Regions from separate parts of the Mus musculus genome. Here region 1 is linked to region 2. Evidence: chromatin contacts called from public HiCAR-type data. All regions are on one chromosome and are shown on one strand. Each heading gives the region's core, a stretch centred on a gene start, on an enhancer-like site or on the middle of the called end of the contact. The rest is flanking DNA. Distances are from core to core; before and after follow the strand shown.

The links. HiCAR-type assays count read pairs that join an accessible place to other places.
Region 1: a contact with region 2 is called in a HiCAR-type map of fibro-adipogenic progenitors, with 6 times the contacts expected there. The contact joins two enhancer-like sites. A contact is called at or near these places in 2 of 115 datasets of contacts at active chromatin or transcription factors (the NIH/3T3 cell line and fibro-adipogenic progenitors).

The regions. Positions count from the first base shown.
Region 1 is chr1:165,043,005-165,049,463 of GRCm38.p6, reverse strand. The region is part of intron 5 of Gm51669 (a long non-coding RNA gene); the gene reads left to right. Among named protein-coding and RNA genes, the nearest start is that of Gm51669, 15 kb to the left of the region's middle. Within about 2 kb of position 3,218, at least 151 of the 459 cell types and tissues checked have an H3K27ac peak or open chromatin away from gene starts, as enhancers often do. A contact at or near this core is called in the NIH/3T3 cell line and fibro-adipogenic progenitors, where this site is marked.
Region 2 is chr1:164,621,401-164,627,567 of GRCm38.p6, reverse strand. No RefSeq gene overlaps it. Among named protein-coding and RNA genes, the nearest start is that of Gm26685, 120 kb to the right of the region's middle. Within about 2 kb of position 4,442, at least 26 of the 459 cell types and tissues checked have an H3K27ac peak or open chromatin away from gene starts, as enhancers often do. A contact at or near this core is called in the NIH/3T3 cell line and fibro-adipogenic progenitors, where this site is marked.

The DNA.
Region 1 (6,459 bases), core at 1,969-4,468, 420 kb before region 2:
TTTCCTTCCTTGAGTAAATGATCATTGCTCTAAGTAGCTAGGTAGAAGGAAGAACTTTCTAGAATGTGGAATAGTAGCATAGGAAAGGTCTGTAATGGGAAGGAAACCTATAGAGAGCTGAGGGGTCCATATGATATTTAGGTGGCGTATTGGTAAGATTTGATGCTACCATAACAAATCAAAAGAGTGGGAGAAGATGATGCCATTTGAAGATGGTTTTACAGTTTATGCTCCCCCACCCAGTTGATCCCATACTAGGTTGGCATCATTCAAGAAGGTATGAACCCTAAAAGAATGGAGTCTTATGTTATTGTTTTGTTTCTTTGTCTGAGGATTGGAATGTGGTAAAGGCAACTTGCCTTTGGTCCTAGTTAATTTGAGATGCTTTGAGACAGCTAACAGAGTTACTTGGATGCCATCCTGTCAATGGGCACAGAATGGAGCAGGGGGGTGGGTGTTGGAATCTGGGCTGGATATGGAGTGCTGTGTCATGTAGGAGCTGATGGTAGTGGAGGCAGTGAAGGTAAGTGTTTTCCAGAGATGGAAGAGAGGTTGACTTGTGGCCGCCAAAGAGCAAAGATGAGCCCCAAGGAATTCTGGCGTGTAAAGTACAGGAGAGGAGGAGGGACCACCAAGAAGAGAGCTGAAGGAGGTCACTTCTTTCATGAAAGTAATTTGCTATTAAAAGTCAACTGGAAGATGCTCATTGACAGAAAGGGCTGCCCAAGAGAGATGAGGCAAAGCCCTAGGAAGACAGACAAGGATGGGCTCCAACATCCTATCCCAAAGTAGTTCTACCACATTGCCACTAAAATATTTTGCTGAATTGGTAGTCAAAGACAGGTGTTAGGCATGGGTACAAAGAGGTCTTTATCTTCAGAAGGCCTGCATGATTTGCTTTGGACTTCCTCTTGCCCTAGAGAGGAGATAACTCAATGATCTTGAAAGAGCTGTGCATTTGTACAGAGACTTTCAGCATCAAGAAGGACGTGAACATGGGCAGTTCATCTCCACCATTTCCTTCTTCCAGCTGGTCATCCAAGGTCCACGATTCTCCGTGCCCACGCTTGACTTCAATAGAAAGACTCAACTGGAGCAATTCTTTCTTTTTCCTTTCCATTTGCTGCAACAGAACTATTCTGCCGCATAGAATCCCTAATTTAAATCTCATGAGTCAGCTCTTCCACTAATGAAAGATTTAGCATTTGGGACAGTTTTTGTGGGAACGTTCTGCAGAATGGGAAGTGACAGCTGCCTTATCAGACAGCTAGATTCCAGCTGTGTAAGCAGTCTGGGCCTCAGAAAGCTATCAGAAGCAGTCGCTCTATAGGAAGAAGTCAAAGAACAGCCAATTCCACAAGTATGGGTTTGGATTCTATGATAGGGTGAGAGAATTTCTGTAATTCTGTAATGGTTGTTGGAAAGACTGTTTACAATTCGTTATATATCCACTTGTAGTATGTGTGTGTGTGTGTGTGTGTGTGTGTGTGTGTGTGTGTGTGTGTGTGTAAGTAAGGGCAAAGGCTGGAACCGGCACATGTTCACAGCAGATGACTGTGAGAGTAGATCAGGAAGCATGGTTAGGAGCTTTCCAGGTAGGGATGGGAATACACAAGGCAAAGGCAAAACCAGAACTTCACCTTTGGGAATTGCACGTACTCCAGGCTGGGGTTGGAATGTCTTTCTGTAGAGTTGGGCTTGATTTTGTGGGCAAGGAGAGCCACTGACGGTGTTTGTATTCAAGATGAGAGAGTTCATGAGCTGGAGGGAGAATAGGAGCAATGGGGTAGTTCTAAAGGAGATGGCAATTGAGCAACTGCAGGGAAGGACAGAGAACAGAAAGGGAGGAGCTAAACTGAAGCCCAGTGTGGTGGCTCATGCTGTAATATCAGCACTTGGGAGGCTGGGGCAGGCATATCACTGTGAGTTCAACGTCAACTTAGACTACATAATGAGTTCAAGGCCAACCTGGATTATAAAGGGAGACCCTATATAACAAAACAAATGCAAACCACCACCACCACCACCACCACCAAAGACAGAAGAATAACATAAATATGCTAATACAGTATTTGGAAGAGGTCAGAGGTTGGCTTAGATCCCTATGTGGCATTTAACTCAATTTATCTCATCTCTGCCTCTGTCTCTCATCAACCATGTCTGAAGTTTGTTTATTTGCTTTTTAAAAGAAATAATCACACCAACAAATGTTTATTCTGGTATCTTCTTTGCAGTTTAAAATTTAAGGGCAATCTACCCATCTCCAGGCATGTTTCATCCAGTAAACCCAGGGTTATGTCCTGCTATTGGAACACTGAGAGCCTAGGAAGGCCCATGAGGAGCAAAGACAAAAGCTCTGGATCAGGGTTGCTTTTGGGATGCAGCAGTGGTACACTGGTGTACTATATCAGGAACATGAAAAGTGGGGAGGGAAGGACACGCTGAAGAGACAGCAAGCACGAGAATGAGAACAGAGGGCAGATGGGAGAGAGAAACCAGACAGAGCCAGCCGCACTGGAATCTTTCATTCTGACAGGTCCCAGCGCAGGCAGCAGACCTTCTAAGGAACCACTGCAGCCTGCCTGCAGAGGAGGAGCCTGGCAGCCCAGATTTGCCAAAGACAAATGCTGCTCTGCAGACAGGGAGCAAGGGCACTGCAGAGAGGCCAGCCAGGAGCATGGTGCTGTGCAGAGGGGCATGGGAGGACAAAGGGTGGAATGCAGGATGGGTGACTCACTGAGATCCCTGCCCAGAGCAGGCGTGGCTTCATGGCCACCCCTCGGAGGGGCCTTAGCATCTTCCTTGTGCTCAGGACACGGAAGAAAGCTAGCTGGAGAGTACACATTCTCTCCCCCCCTCTCTCCATCTTCTTCTCCTCTTTCTCCTCCCTTCTTCCCCCTCCCTCACCCCTCACCAATTCCTTCCCCTCTCCTTTTCCTCTGCCTTCTTCAGGAAGGCCCCCCCCCCCACCCCCCGTGAGATTGGCCTTTTAGATATGTGACCTTGGATGAGCCATGTAAGCTTTAATTTCCTTGTCTAGAAAATTGGGGCAGCTCCTAAAACAGCTATGCAGGCTAAATAGAAGATGCTTGGCATTGCCCTTTTCACCTGGGGCCATGACTCAAGCTGTTTTGTTCCTGCAGAATCTGTATGACTTCGTAGTTAATGGCTGACTCATCTAAGGTACCAGTAGCAGCTTGCCTGATTGCCCCTGCCAGGAGAATGACAGAAGATTGCTCAGCCAGGGTGCCCTGCAGCCGTTGCCAGAGGCAGCCAGAGACTGTTAGGTTGTCCTTCTATGAAAACCTACCTCCAAAAGCCACTTGCCTTTCATGGCACATTCACCCTGTGTCCAGTGCCATGCTAGGAGCTGTGCACCGAGGATGCGGAGCTATTTAGCAGGCCTTCCTTCTGACCTGGATGCAAAAGGGACCTTAGCACTGGAGAGGCTAAGATTATAAATCCCAAAGCTCAGAAATAAATAAATAAATAAATACAGGGTCTGTATTTCTGAAGCCTAGGGGCCTTGGCATTGGAATTCTATACCTGTATCAAAGCTGTCATGTCTCAATGACAGACACATCTCATACCAAATTAAATAGGAGACTTGATAAGGGCCTAATATCTTTATCATTTTGTGCCAGGTGTCACACCATGGTAATATTACTATAATCTGATAATGGTAGATGCTGTGAGCTACAATTTTTAGTTGACAGGACACATCCTCTATAAGACATCCCAAGGTCACATGGAAAGGGCTTTGCTTAAAATAAACTTAATTTATTTTTAAGCTTCATACAAGTGTATGTTGCAGGTTGAACAAACTCCACCCATTTCTCCAGCCTCCCCTTTCTTGCTCCTCCCTCTAGTCCTCCCCTTCAACCGCCTAGATAATTTTACTTCTACTCTCATGTCATATATACACAATTTTATGTCCATAGGAGATACAGGAATCACAAACGAGAGAAAGCGTAAGATATTTGTCTTTCTGAGACCATCTTAATTCATTTAGTAGGGCGATCACCAGTTATACCTACCTTCTTATAAATGACCTGGCTTCCTTCTTTGGGATTGAAAAATTCCATTTTTTTATAGGTGTCTCGTTTTGGTTTTTTGAAACTCATTCCGCTATTGTTAGCTAATTGTCTGACCCTGCAACAGAATACTCCAAGAATGGAGTATGTCCCCTAAGAACTTTCTGGCATAAGTTTAAGAGTAAGGATGACCCCACCCACCCACCCAGTCCCTACTGATAATTAGTGTGTACAAACCACAGCATCATAGGGCAGAAGGAGAGAGTTAACTGACCTGGATTGGGGAGCTCCTGGGAGGGTCTGCTGATTTTGTATGGCCAGGCAGCCTTTCCCCATGAACAACAGTGAGCAAAGACTACATATCCCCTCCCCCCCCCACCCCCCCCCGCCCACACCATATTCATTGCTGCTGTGTCTTGACAGCTTAACAGAAGGAAGAGTTAATGTGAGCTCAGAGGGCTTTGTCTGCCATGGTGTAGAGAGCATGAGGGAGCAGAGAATAAGAGTTCACAAGAAACAAGGGGAGCAACAGGAAGTGGCCAGGGGTCATATATGCCAAAGACTCACCCCAATAACTTATGTCTTTCAACCTGGTCCCACCCCAGAAGCTTCCAGAACCACCCTAAATAACTAGTAGAAAACAAAATATTTGTAACATGAACTTGTTGGGGAGGGCATTTTGGATTTAGACTATAGCACTCAACCAGCTCTTCTGCTCTCCTGGGTCCTGAGGTCACACACCCATGTCTCACTGAAAATAGATGACAGAGAGGGGGAGGGAGAGGGGGAGGGAGAGGGAGAGGGGGAGGGAGAGGGGGAGGGAGAGGGGGAGGGAGAGGGAGAGGGGGAGGGAGAGGGAGAGGGGGAGGGAGAGGGAGAGGGAGAGGGGACTGGCAAGAGAAAGAATGCATGTGGCAATTTTAGATCCAAATCTCTCCCTTGTTGGCTAGTCTCTGGACCATCATGCCTGAGACTGGGTTGATCTTACCACTCATTGTCCAGGGATTTGAGAGAGAATCCATTCTCAGAGTGAGAGAACTGTGTGGAGACCTGCATGATTGGCAGGGGACATTTGACATGTAGCAGTGCTGTGGGTGAGGCGAAGGTGGCTTCTCTTCAATGCATGGTTTTACACATTCCTACACTGTGCACAGACTGTTGTCTGTGTTCATAAGGGCTCTAGCTGCAAGAAGAGTCCAGAGTTGAGAGATATGCTGCTAAAATGGCCTCATCACTAGGAGAGACAGGGAGAAGGGACAGGGATGGAAAGGGAAGGGGAAGGGGAAGGGGAAGGAGGAGAAGGAGAAGGAGAAGGAGAAGGAGAAGGAGAAGGAGAAGGAGAAGGAGAAGGAGAAGGAGAAGGAGGGAATGAGAGAGAGAGAGAGAGAGAGAGAGAGAGAGAGAGAGAGAGAGAGAACAAGCAAGCACTCGGGGCTTTACAGAAGCTAGCCTGGCAAGTACTGTACCACTGAGCCCCAACTGTTAGTTTTGAGACACCATCTTGTTAAATGACTGGAGCTGGCCTTGAACTTGTAGTCCTTCTGCCTCAGCTTCCCAGTAGCTAGGATTACATACAGTTAGATGGTTAGATGTCTTTTCAACAAAGTGGCCTGAAATACTTTTATTAGTCAGGAGTTATCACTTGAAATTCCTTAATCATTTGTGCAGCAGATAATCTTTAGGCATTTACTCGTTGTCAAGCACTGTGGTAGACACTAGGATAAATAGCTGAGCAAAATCAGAAAGCATTTCTGCATTTCAAACCTCAGTGTTCAGTGGGAGAGCAAAGAGGCCCAGCTCTCATGTTAGTATGCCAAATGATGTAAAATCGTCATGGTGACAGGGTAGGTCAAGGAAGACGTACAGGTTTCCTGGCTGATGAAACCAGGGGTGAAAACAAGGGCATGTAAGATGAGACAGAAGAGAGGGGACTGTGCATGCCAGGAGGGGAGAGGATGGCAGACAGGCAAGACAGAGCCAGCCTGAGGTAGGAGAGGCCTGTGAGACTTAGGGCTGAGGGTCAGGTGAGGCTGCAAAGACAGACCAGTTCTAAGTCCTGCATTCTCTATCAGGTTAATGCTATTATTCTGAGGATAGTGGGAACACACCAGAGGAACCAGGGGAGCTTTATGGTGACGTTCTGTTCTTTTTGTTTATTTTTAAAAATTAGATTAAATGAATTGTTCTTTTTAGACAGGGTCTTATTGCACAGCCACAGCTAGCCAGGAACTCACAACCCTCCTGTGTTGCTTTCCTGAGTGCTGGGGTTGCAAGAGAGAGTTACTATGCTGGACTACATCGTGCTCTGAAGAGAGTGTGTCGGATAGAGCGGCAGTATGCAGAATGTATTGGGGGAACTTACTGCAAAGATGGATAGGTCCGGTGGTGGCTTATGATGTCATTTGTATTTTGTTTGTGGATTATG
Region 2 (6,167 bases), core at 3,193-5,692:
TCCATTAGCTGACTGTGAGCATCCACTTCTGTGTTTGCTAGGCCCCGGCATAGTCTCACAAGAGACAGCTACATCTGGGTCCTTTCGATAAAATCTTGCTAGTGTATGCAATGGTATCAGCGTTTGGAAGCTGATTATGGGGTGGATCCCTGGATATGGCAGTCTCTAGATGGTCCATCCTTTCGTCTCAGCTCCAAACTTTGTCTCTCTAACTCCTTCCATGGGTGTTTTGTTTCCATTTCTAAGGAGGGGCATAGTGTCCACACTTCAGTCTTCATTCTTCTTGAGTTTCATGTGTTTAGCAATATATATCTTGGGTATCCTAGGTTTTGGGCTAATATCTACTTATCAGTGAGTACATATTGTGTGAGTTCCTTTGTGAATGTGTTACCTCACTCAGGATGATGCACTCCAGGTCCATCGATTTGGCTAGGAATTTCATAAATTCATTCTTTTTAATAGCTGAGTAGTACTCCATTGTGTAGATGTACCACATTTTCTGTACCTATTCCTCTGTTGAGGGGCATCTACTCCCTCTCCAGCTCCCAAATCCATTATCCCTGCCTTCCTCCACAGTATCATGAACTCCCACCACTGCTTTGTCCAGTTTTGCCCAAAGCAGAATCGTCTCATGCCCTCTCTGCTTTGCCCAGTTCCAGCATTCCCTCCTCTGTATTCAAACCAGCTTGGCCCCCAGTTCCTTCTCTTGTAACCTGTCTCCAAAAGATTTCTCTGTCCAAGATTGGCTCAGTTTGCTTCCTGACCCCAGTCCTGTCTCCTGAGGGCTCATTCTTCCTTCCTATCACCTGAACAGGAGGACCAGGAAAATGCCCTGCTGATGATGCTTACAAACCCAAGGTTGATCACTCCCTCTACCATAAGCATGTTATGATCAGATGTAAACCATGATCTACACACTGCATGAGCTAGACAGGTAGAAAGCTTAGGGTTGACCATGAAGGAGTTTACAAAGGATTGTCAGTGAACACATGTTAGTGATGTAAAAAATGTATATTATAGGACATTTATCTGGAAGTAAACACATTTTATCTGGAAGTGTGTGACCTCTGGTGGATTAATTCTGTGATTTTGTTTCAGAGTTCTGCTAATATGAGAAAATTATGCCTTGCTAAAGTCGAGTGTATGAAAAACAAACAAAACCAGAATCTCTTGTGTTATGACTGGCCAGTAAAGGCCTCCATGATGGGGACTGGACCACATAGAGGAGAAAGCACAACTGCAGGGTATTGTAACAATCTCAGTGTAATTCATGGTTCATTACCTATCTCGAGAATATAAGTGAACTTCAGTTATTCACACTGACACATAAAATGCAAAATCATATGTTTTCAACCATGATTTCTTTTTTTTATTTAATTTAATTTAATATAATTTTTTTTTATTTATTCACTTTACATCTTGCTCACTGCCTCCCTCCTGGTCACCCTCTCCCCACTCTCTCCCTCATTCCCCATTCATTTCTCCTCTGAGCAGGTGCCCCCCCCCCCAGGTATCTTCCTCCAACCCTGGCACTTCAAGTCTCTGTGAGGCTAGGTGCTTCCTCTCCCACTGAGGCCAAACAAGACACCCCAGCTAGTAGAACATATCCCATGTACAGGCAACAGCTTTGGGGATAGTTCCTGTTCCAGATGCTCAGGACCCACATGAAGGCCAAGCTGCACATCTGTTACATATGAGCGGGAAGGCCTAGGTCCAGCCCGTGTATGTTCTTTGGTTGGTGATTTAGACTCTGAGAGCCCCAAGGGTCCAGGTTGGTTGACTCTGTTGGTCTTCCCGTAGAGTTCCTATTCCCTCCCGGTCCCCAAAATCCTTCCTCCTATTCTTCCTTAAGAGTTCCCAAGTTCCATCTACTGTTTGGTTGTAGGTGTCTACTTCTGTCTGAGTCAGCTACTGGATAGAGCCTCTCAAAGGACAGCATGCTCCTGCGTTCAAGCATAACAGAGTATCATTAATAGTGTTAGAGATTGGTGTTTGCACATGGGATGGGTCTCAAGTTGGGCCCTTATTGGTTGGTCATTCCCTCAGACTCTGCTCTATCATCTGTGCCTGCATTTCTTGGAGACAGAATAAATGTTTGGTTTTGTGGGTAGGTTATTGTCTCTATTTCTCCACTAGGGTTCCTGCCTGGTGTCAGGAGGTGGCCTCTTCAGGTTCCATATCCCCATTGTAGTAAGTCACAGCTAAAATCATCCCCATTGACCAACCATGATGTCTAAAGTCAAATATTGAAAATTCCAGAAACAGTAGAATCAATTCACACTGTTAACAGTTTAGATAACAGCATTTCTTTGATAGAAACAAATCAGGGCTATTGAATGAAAGAAAGGTGTATTATTGGACTGACAAATTAAGAAAAGACATCCACTTTATCTCTTTAGGACCAGGCAGGAAATAGCTTTTATAGAGTCCATAGCACAAGTTGCAAAGAAGAATGCTTAATCAAAATGGTAGGGACCTTGCTATAATTTAGATGTGGTTTAAAAGTGTCCCTCGTAGGTTTGTGCACTGGAATCCTGGTTGCTGATGTGATAAAAGGTGATGAGAATTTTAAGATGGAGAAGTTGCCTAAGGGGAAGTTGCTGTCAGTGCTGACCTCGGAAGGAAATGTTATGGTCCTAAAGGTCCCATTAGAAGCATAATCCCATTATTCCTAAAGAGCAAGACTGACTGATCCCCATTTTCTTTGGCTTCTTGCCTTGACATGTGGGCTCTCTCTTGTGACCATATCCCTTCCCTGTTACTATCTGCCATGAGTCCCTCATTGGAACCTAAATAAATGGAGTTACCCAATTTTGTGTTTTCAGACTCCAAAACTCTTCCTCCAAAAAAATATTCTTTTCTTAATACATTACCTCGACTGCAGTTTTTTTTGTTTGTTTGGTTTTTGCTACATTGATAAAAGACAGACTTCAGCTGGGCATACAGCTTCAATGACTCAGGCTCAGGACTTTAATCATAACTAAAAGCCATCATTGTGAACAAGTGTTACACAAAGCCTGTTTCTCTAGTTTCTAGTTCACTTCAGCTTTCAACTTGCCACAGCTCAGAGCTATATGAGAGGGTCTTAATTAAGGGATTGCTTGAATAACCTAGCCTATGAGTGTGTCTGTAGGTATTTTCTTCATTGATGATTGATATAGTTGGACCCAGCCTAAGGTGGGCAGTGCCATCCTTACTTCCTTCCCAAATTACTTTTGGTCATGGTAATTATCACAGAAACAGAAAGCAAATTAATATAGCTAGTTTAAAGCTTCCATGTTACAACCTATATTATTCTACAAGCTGTACTTATTTTTAAAGTCTAGGAAAGAGCATAGATGCATTCTGATGTTTTTCTTGGTACAGATCACCCTTTGAGATTACAGGAGAACTAAGCAAAGGCATGCTATTATCTTTCTTTATTTGTAAAGTAATATTACATAATTAATTGTATTATAATGCACAAGGGCCAAATACTGTGAGTTGAACATTAAAATTTGAAGTGCCTATCACAACACCCAAATGTTCAAAATTCCATTGTAGTATCTGGGATTTTTCTTAGCCAAATAATGATACCAAAGATTAATGACATTCATGTTTTTATCATTATTTAAGAAACAGACAGTACATAAAATATGTAAAAAAAATAATTTCTCTGGTTAAAAGTAGGGATGGATGGCTTTAATCTACTTCTCTATGTAACCGGCGTAATCTTCATCGTCCCTGGCAGCCCCAGGCAAACCTCCCATGGCTCCAGGGAGCACACTAGGAAATTCCAGGCTTATTATGAAATGCAAGGTTTGTAGTCATGGGGAAACTACAACAGGGAAAAATAATGAAGATATTAGCCAGTGCAGCACACAAAATGCATCGGCTTCAGAGAAAGTTATTCTAGAATTGGACTTGGTAAAATAGAAGCTGTGAGCCTGAGTTGGTAAACTCTAGGCCTTTTCTGATCTAGACAAATTTCTGTTTCTACCACCCAGGAGCCACCAACCAGAGTATTGAGAGCATGAAGGACAGTCATCTCTATGTGTGGAATTTCTCCTCCTACATGCACATACATGTATACATATAGTATACACATGTGTAGTATATTTATACATTGTATACATACATCTGTATCTGTGTATATATATATATATATATATATATATATATATATATATATACTTATACATTTGTGTATATACTATACATATATACTGTGTATATAAATGCATATGTATATATGTACAACATGTATATGCATGTATATGGATGTATGTATCATGTATATATACATATATACGTATATGTAAAGTATACATGATACTAGGAGAGCATCGAGATACTTGTCGTTTAAATACTGTACATGTGGACGAAGCAAACCTTTTAGGGCTGGTCCTGCTCTGTGGCCCATTAGTCATGTTGGAAGAGACCCATACTCTTACTCATCTTGTATGATAATGTTGAACAGGAAAATGTGAACTGTCAGTAGTGATATGTTATGAAGAAAATTGAAGTGAATAGACCTAGGATGATGTCCCCATACTACATGATCTTTTAAACACAATTCCAGGCACTCTGTCTCATACAGTACCAGTTTTTGAATTGATTTTCTCTTTCTATTCCTGATATAAGAAATAAAAATAAATAAAAATTTTTAAAAGACATGAAAATCCATCCATTTGTTTTGTTTCCCAAAGTACGTGAGTAAACACTGGCTTGAATTCTTAAATATCATCTGTTTCAGCACAGTTGTAATTAATATGTTCTAAGCTTTATTGTTTGTTTGTTTGACATCGATACTTTAATGAATCCATTAAACGGTTTAAGTGATACTTATTAGGAATAAGTTAAGTCAAGTCTACTTCCTTCTCAGCCTGTCTTTTCTCCTAAGGATAGGAGTGATGATGGTGTAGGGTGGTGAATCACTAACCACAAGGCATGAGGTCAGCCACATAACAGACTTCCCTATGTAAGTACCTTACAAACCAAATGTAACTAGTGTGTCATAACAATGTGCTCAGAACCACAGGTGATCAGATTAGCTGCTGGGGGCCTTCAGAAATCTTCCTCTACTTAGTCGAAAGCCAAAAATAATCTCTGTGTTCCCAAGAAAGTAGTAATTGAGTCTTTTCCTCAAACATCCAAGACACTGACACTTTACCACTAAATGCATGTCCATAATTGCCCAGTAAGGCTCTGCTCTTAGCTCTTGGGTGTAACCCTCCTAACTCAGATACGATGCAAAGATTTTTATATGCGTGATGTGATTTGAGTGGCACTGAAAATGAAATCTGTTTCAGAGTACCTGAAACTTCACCTTCAGACTCAACCTTCTCCATCTTGAAAAGGTTTTTCTTTGAAAATAAGATTTAAAAAAAAAAAAAGAACCTGTCTAAGCCATATACGAAACTGTTGTGTAGATGGACTCAACCCAAGAGTTTGCTGTTAACCATGGTATCATAGCCCACAGGGAAAAGAATACCAGAGAGGTGCAGGGAGTTGCAGGTAACATTGCAAAGAGAAGGGTTGGAGATTGGCAGGCACTAAAACTGCCTCCCTGCCTTTCCAATTTCTATGATATATCAGTATTGGCACCAAGACTGTGTGCACAATGGTCATGTTTCCTACAGTGCTGACAAATATATTGTGTCAGTTATAACATGTTCCTCGGTTTTCTCTAATGCCAACTATGCCCATACATCAAGTAACTCACTCCCTTGGTCACTGTTATATTGCTGTAAAGAGACACCAAGACCACAGCAACTCTCAAAAGAGAAAGCATTTAATTGGTGGCTTGCTTACACCTTCAGAGGATTAGTTAATTATCACCATGGCAGGGAGCATGGTGGCATGTAGGCAGACGTGATGCTGGAGAACTACGTTCTGATCTGCAGAGAGAGAGGATGGGGTAGAAGGAGGGAAAGGCTGGGTCTGGCCTGGGTGTTTGAAACCTCAAAGCCTGCCCAGAGTGACATACTTCCTCCAACAAAGCCACACCTACCTCAACAAGGTCCCGCCTACTAATCCTTCTCAAATATTGCAACTCCCTAGTGACTAAGCATAGAAATATATGACCTATGGGGACCATTCTTATTCAAACCACCACACTTACTGAGATGAGAAAGGAAAATTCCAGAACTATAGCAAGCATTCCTGGGTGATTCAATCTGTTCTGT